Regions from separate parts of the Triticum aestivum genome. Here region 1 is linked to region 2. A link is a contact called in public Hi-C data. All regions are on one chromosome and are shown on one strand. The core of a region is the stretch at or near the end of the contact, and the rest is flanking DNA. Distances in the headings are between cores, read along the strand shown. Region 1 holds the start of LOC123154003 (probable receptor-like serine/threonine-protein kinase At5g57670). Region 2 holds the start of LOC123154001.

Region 1 (3,644 bases), core at 26-2,525, 270 kb after region 2:
CGCTGCCGTGGAACGGAGGCTGGTACAACGGCCTAGGGCCAAAAATGTTTGGTCGGTCGGTTGGGTGCCCACCCAGCCGAGGAGGCTCCTGTGGGTGCCGTCCACCGGCTTGCGGCCGGCCATGAGCTCCAGCAGGAAGACGCCGAAGGCGAACACGTCCGTCTTCTCGTCCACGATGCCGCGCGTGTAGTACTCGGGCGCCAGGCACCCGAAGGTGCCCTCGATCGGCGCGATCGCCCGGTGCGTCCACTCCGTCGGCAGCCACTTGGCCAGCCCGAAGTCGGAGATCTGTTGTTACATGCGTCAGGGCTGCCGGAGCAGAGCGGAGGATCGATCGATCGACGATGGAGATGCCGCGGCTGAGTGACTGACCTGGGGCTGGAAGTCGTCGGTGAGCAGCACGTTGGAGGCCTTGATGTCCCGGTGGATGATCCGCCGCCGGCAGCCCTTGTGCAGGTACTCCAGCCCCCTCGCCGTGCCCACCGCCACGCCGTACCGCGCCTCCCACCCCATCGCCGGCGCCCCCTCCTCGCCGCCTGAGCATGCATTCATTCATCAATCAATCGACCCACGGTTCATTCAAGAAACATTGTTGGCATTAATGGCCGTGGTGCGTGCGGCGTCCGTTACGGGCGTGACGTACCGTGGAGGTTGGCGGAGACGGAGCCGCGGGCGGAGAAGGCGAAGACGAGGTAGAGGTCGCGGTCGACGCAGCATCCCAGGAGCGGGCACACGTTGGGGTGCCGGGCGTGGCCGACGGTGCCGAGCTCCGCCAGGAAGTCCCGCTCCCGGCGCTCGCAGGCGGACGCGCCCAGGAGCCGCTTCACCGCCACGGCCCGCCCGTCCGCCAGCTCGCCGCGGTACACCTCCGACGACCCGCCCCGGCCCACCAGGTTGGCCGCGCGGAAGCCGCCCGTGGCGCGCCGGACCTCCTCGTACGAGAAGCACTCCCACTCGGGCCTCCGCTCCGGCGGCGGCGGCGACGCTGCCTCCGTCTGCGCGCTGGCGTGCTCTACGTCGGGGGGCGCGTGGACGCGCTTCGCGCGGTGCGGCGAGAGGGAGAGCAGCAGCCTCTTGAAGCTGCCGCTGCCACGCAGGTACAGCGGCTTCATCGGTCGGCGGGCCTCTCCGGGGCAATGCGCCAACGCCGTCGTGCGGCTTCTTGGCTGAGCGGCGCGCGGGCGATCGACGAGGGCGAGCTCTGGTCTCGGGTGAAGAGGGATCGGAAGGAAGTGGAGGGAGGCGAAGTGGTGTAGGAAGTGGCTAGGGATCGGGCATTGATGCGTCAGAGTGCTACGTAACGCCGCGCGCGTCGTGGGCACAAGATCGCGACCGGGCGGGGCCGTGGGGCGTTTGGGTCCCGCTCCGGCCCGCGCCCGTACCGTACGTGGACCGGTGGACGCGACCCTCCATGCACCGCGCCGTTGCAGGCAGCCCAGCCACACCACCAGCAGCGGCGGCAGCAGCAGTGACACCTGAGCGTGGCTGTGGAACGAGTCTACCCAGGCCTAGGCGGGCGGGTGAAACGGAACGGGAGGGCAAGGCAGGCAGTTGCTTAGGGAGAAGGGAAGGAAGCGTTGCGTCCGCAGCAGGGGAAGGGAAGGGACTCTGCTTTCTGCTTCCTCTCTCTGTGACTGCCGCCGCGGTAGCTGCCGTTTCGCCACCGGCTCCAGTGCGCAAACGCACGCACGGTACGAGCCGCCAGCTCGTCTTACCGCCGCGACGTCCGCGTTGAGGCCGGCGACAAATGGGCATCCAGCCTCGGCCAAAAGATGGAGTGGAAAACGACGCGGTTGATGTTGAGCGCTTGTGCTAGCTGCATCCCTTTGTCAAAGTGCGTCCTTGTCGATCGCCCGTACGTGCTGCTGCGCCGTCGCAACCAAGAAAAGGTTGGCGCGCGTCTGCATGTCTTTTTTTCGAGTTTTAACTTCTAAGGCAGTTTTTTTAGGCAATTTTTTGGTGTGTGGCTGGACTTCGTTGCCCTGAGCCGCATGCGTGCCTGGGCCGGCCCATCTTGCTCGAGGCAGGACTGACGGTGCCTGGGCCCATGGTTTAAATGGGCCAGCGTCAACCGTTCGCTTGAAAGACTTGAATTTTTTTTTGTGTGTGTGGTATATTTTTTGAATCATGTAGGAGAAAAGTGCACATGCCGTATTACTAAGCGGAAAAAACTATAGTGCAAATATTGAGGAACTGGCAGGTTTTGCTGCCCATATATTAAGGCGGAGAAAATGAAACAAGATGCAAACAGTTACAAGACCAAGGTAAGTGGTGGACATGTACCCCTTGCCTGAAAAAGGAAAAAAAAATATACAATGTAATCCGGTTCAGAACATTTACAATACAGTTTAGAACGACCTTGCGGAACCACAAAACTCTTTGGAAAAAACTTGAAAAGAGGGACCAACAACAACTATAAAGAGGCTAATACAACATATAGGCTACTGAAACGTGCGACAGCTCACTCAAGCGGTCAAGCCAAAAGTAAAAAAAAAAACTACAGCGGCTGATAATAACTCCAATTATAGAAAGAGGGGTTACATGGGTCAAACAACCCAAGCTAGCCATCGCCCATAAGTTAGCATCAGCTTATATCTGATCAAAATATAAGGTACATTCGGTTGACCATATCGTCGAAAAGCCTTTCGTTCCTTTCTCTTCATATGCTCCACGAGACCATGGAATTCTTTTTTTTTTCTCATGTCCTCATGCATCACGCTTAATGCCATATGGCACCAAGTGATCAGGGTTGAGTCAGTGAGAGGGACGACCTCTTGCAATCCAACCTGCTGTAGTGCTTAACTCCAAAGTCAAAATTTCCTTCATATTTATGCGTGGCTAGCCAGGCCAAGGCTCAGGGCTTCACGGCCACTGGCGTGTGGGTCCTCGTGCTGGTGCATGGATTTGCCGGCAATGAGTTTCACTCAGCTGACTGGTACGTGCATACTCTTTTTGCCTGGCAAGTGGGCCTGCTGGATGGCAGCGGACTGACCGCAGCGGGGGTTGATGAATGGTGGGTGTGCGTTTCTCTACTACTATAGTACACAAATTTTCAAACTTGGATAAGCCACCCACAGTGATGCAGAAGCATTTGTTAGCCGTTGATCTCTTCCACCGGGTGAATCGCTGCCATTTATCAATGTTGGCCCCAAGTGATCCAACGGTCATGGTTCGTTGGATTCGCTTCATACATTCGCGCGCCAAAACGAGATTGGGTAGATCTTTCTAGAGTTAACCGCACTTGGCATCTGACCAGACTCAGCTTGGTGGAGAACTTTCACGTGAGGACTGAGGACCTAGCTTTATTGTAGTGAACTGGCTCTGTTAGATAAGGACATACTCCAGTGTAGACTAGAAACATCTAAACAAGTGTGTATGTAGAGGCTGGCAGCCTATATTACTGTCGACTGTAGTAGAAATTTGCTCCTCACATGAGTACAGTGGAATGCATGCACGGAAGCATATTTTATTTTTCTCAAAGAATTATTCCTTCCGTCCAAAAATACTTGTCATCAAAATGGATAAAAACGGATGTATCTACAAATTAAATACGTCTATATACATCTCCGTTTATCCATTTTGATGACAAGTATTTCCGGACGGAGGGAGTAGTAATATTGTTGTACGTTGAGAAATATGCAAAC
Region 2 (3,374 bases), core at 512-3,011:
AACCGCCTAATGAGTAGTTGGTTGACCTCCGTTATCATGTCCAACTCCTCGATGAACGGATTAATGAAAGAATGAATCAACTTTGGACTTTGGAATATGCCTTCGTGAATAGCTTTTCGTCGTGCTGCCCATATTGCCCACAAGGTAACCGAGAGCTTCACAAGCAGGTCATGTGATAATGATTCCATGAGTGCGAAAAGGCACTGTTTGGCGTTTGGTTCGATGATTGATGCTAGATATTGTGCCAATTCATCATCAACGAATGTCCAGGTGCATCTTGGCATAGTGAAATTGACTGGAGGCGCCTCCATGAATATCTTGTGCTCCGCATAATCCACATGATGGCGAGTCGGTCATATGCCTATGCACAACCCTTTACGGAAAATCCTATTTGACGCTCTCCGCGTCAAGCAGTCGAGCAAACGCAAAGGGGAGTGATCAACTGGGCCGGCCCATCTCCCACTGTAGGCGGCAGTTTCGGTTTTGGGAACCTTCTAGAGTCTCCCAGCCGGGTTTTACCGGTTTGGGGGACCTTCTGGAAGGTTCCCTAAACCGGATTTCATTTTTTTATGTTTATATTTTTCTTTTTTTCTTTTTTCTTCTTTCCTTTTTTCCTTTTCTAGTTTTTTTTCGTTTCCTTTTTTTAGTTTTTTCTCTTTTTCAAGATTTCATGTTTCAAAATTTGTTCGGAAACTTAAAAATTGTTCGTGTTTCCAAATTTTGTTCTCAACCTTTAAAATATGTTCGTCATTTAAGAAATTGTTTGCAAATTCAATTTTTTATTTTTGTTCACAAATTCAAACTTGTTCGTTTTTTCAAATTTTGTTTGCATTCGAAAAATGTTTAGGAATTTTAAAAAGTGTTCCAGCTTTCCAAATTTGTTCACAAATTTATAAAATTTTCATTTTTTCAAATTTTGTTCACAAATTGAAAAAATGTTCGGCAATTCCTTAAATTTGTTTGGGAGTTTGAAAAAATGTTCTCGTTCCAAAATTTGTTCACAAATTTCAAAATATGTTCATATTTACAAGTTTTTTTGGAGTTTCGAAAAATGTTCGTTTTTTCAAATTTTGTTCTGGAGTTTCATAAAAATTCGCGTGCAAAAGTTTTTCGTGTTTCCAAATTTTGTTTTGGAATTTGAAAAGTTGTTCCTGTTCAGTTTTTTGGGTAGTTTAGAAAATGTTTCCGTTCTAAAAAATATGTTCACGTCTCCAAAATTCGTTTGTGTGTTGAAAAATGTTTGAGCTTTCATAAAATTTGTAAAAAAAAAGCTAATAATGTTCGCTTTTGATAAAACATTCACGTTTTTTTTTGAAAAAAAATTGTGTTTAAATTTTTTAAAAACGTTCGGATCGGCGTTTTAGTTTTCTTAAGGTTTTGCAATGCTTGTGATCAAGAAAGCGAGCTATCTCAACTGGTTCGAATCGTATGTTCGGGAGCGGTGGGTCTAGTGTTCGAAACCTGGCATCTCTTCTTTTTTTATTCCAGCGTGATCTACTGTTAGCGAGCCTAGATCGCTCGACTGACGCAGAGAGCGTCAAATAGGAGGAGCTCCCAAGCTCCATGCCCGACACGGCTGCAGGCCGGCTTGTGTTGCTTTTAGGCCTTGTGGGCCGTTTCGGCCTCCTGGGATCTTTTGTCTTTCAAAGATTCAGAAATAGTAGAAAACTAAAACAATTAAAAAAACAGAAAAATCTACCGCGCGGCCCAGCCCAGGCCTGAATCGGCCGCACAGCCAACCCACCGCGGCACGGCACGCTTGCTCCCTGCCGAGACGCACACGCCGCCGGGCGGGACCTCCACGAGCGCGTCACCCCGACGCACCCGCCAAGACCGCCGCGCCGCAGCGAGAAGGGCGGAGGTCGCCAGGGAGAGAGCATCAAAAGGAGGAGAGGGAGGTGGAAGAGGGGCCCTGCCGCCACCGCGGGCATGCCGCCGGCGGCGGCGGCGACATAGGCCGACGTGGGTGAGGGAGCTGAAGGTAAGGCGGCGGGTAATCGTCCCGTGAGTCGCGAGGGCAGCCCACGGGACGGACGGAAAAGTGGCGGCGGATTCCTTGGTTTTCACTGTTTCGTTCCCAAATCAGATTCGACCGGGCAGGGCAGGCATATCCGGTTCTCTCCCGGATTGGATTGGGGTGGGAAGGATCTGCATCAGAACGCGGCCGGAGTAGCCGCCGGAGCTGCCGCAGTCTTGGTCTCTTTGATTCGCAGCTCCGGCCGCCCGTGTGGTTCTAGTCGACTTGCTCTAAAGCTGTGGTATTTGTCTCTGTCCGTCCCCAATGGGAGGTCCAGCTCCAGATTGGTCTGGGCTACCAGCGGACATACTGATCAGCATATTCCAGTTGCTCGAGTGCCCGGACCTCCTCCGATCCGCCGCCGTCTGCACATTCTGGCAAAAGCTCCACGGTCCGCGGCAGCGGTGTCTGCCCCAGTCGGCAGACCCCCTGCTTACTCTATTGTACCGAGGCCGCCGGTGTGAAGGCTCTTGGCATGTACAGTCTCTCCGAACGGAAGGCCTACTCCATGCCTCTCCCTGAACCTCCCATCAGCAACTGGATTGGCTCATCACACGGATGGCTAGTCACCATGGATGAAAAATCTGACCTGATGCTGCTCAACCCTATCACCGGTGACAAGATTGCACTCCCTCCCGTGACAACCATGGAGCATGTCAAACCTGTCCTAAACGGCGATGGGGTTCTTGAAAAGTACGAGGTGTCTTTCTACCACGGAAAGCTTCCGAGGGTGTACAGTACACCATATGGATGTTCTTTGGATAGGTGCGGTGAAGTTGTCTACATAAAGGCGATTTTATCGTCTGATCCATCAACAGGTGAATGCATTGTCATGCTCATCCATCAGCCGTACTGGCAGCTCTCGTTCGCCAAAGTGGGAGATGCTCGGTGGAACTGGCTCCAAATGCATAGTTTCTACGCAGATTGCATATACCATGATGGCTGTTTCTATGCAGTGACTGAAGAAGGCGCGATCGATATGTACAATCTGGATGGACCATCCGTCATCCACAGAAGGATTTTACCAGATATGGTTGACGTGGCCCAGAGGTACTACATTCTTCAGGCACCATGGGGAGATTTTCTCCAAATCTACAAGGAGAGGGACTGGGATCCTGAACAACCGGTTGGTGAGACGTATGCAACCGCTTTCGAAGTGTACAAGGTTGATTTTGTCGAGCAAAAGCGTGTTAAGATGGCAGGGATAGGTGACTGTGCGTTGTTTACTGGGAAACGCACGACATCTTGCTTTAGCGTGAAAGATCATCCAGGCTTGATGTCAAACCATGTATATTATACTCATGATGATCATGAAGATTTATTCGACTGCGAAGATGATCCCCGTGACATAGGGGTG

The links. A called contact is a pair of places that touch in the nucleus more often than the background predicts.
Region 1: a Hi-C map of leaf shows a contact between it and region 2, with 2.4 times the contacts expected there. The contact joins the promoter of LOC123154003 here to the promoter of LOC123154001 in region 2. A contact is called at or near these places in 2 of 5 Hi-C or Micro-C datasets (both in leaf) and 1 of 1 datasets of contacts at active chromatin or transcription factors (leaf).

Annotation. Positions count from the first base shown.
Region 1 is chr7A:630,867,458-630,871,101 of IWGSC CS RefSeq v2.1, forward strand. LOC123154003 (probable receptor-like serine/threonine-protein kinase At5g57670) reads right to left here and starts at 1,276. Exons shown (of 5, transcript XM_044572827.1): 1 at 644-1,276; 2 at 373-536; 3 at 73-288. The coding sequence starts at 1,112.
Region 2 is chr7A:630,593,335-630,596,708 of IWGSC CS RefSeq v2.1, forward strand. It overlaps LOC123154001, which reads left to right and starts at 1,762. Exons shown (of 2, transcript XM_044572825.1): 1 at 1,762-3,374. The coding sequence starts at 2,493.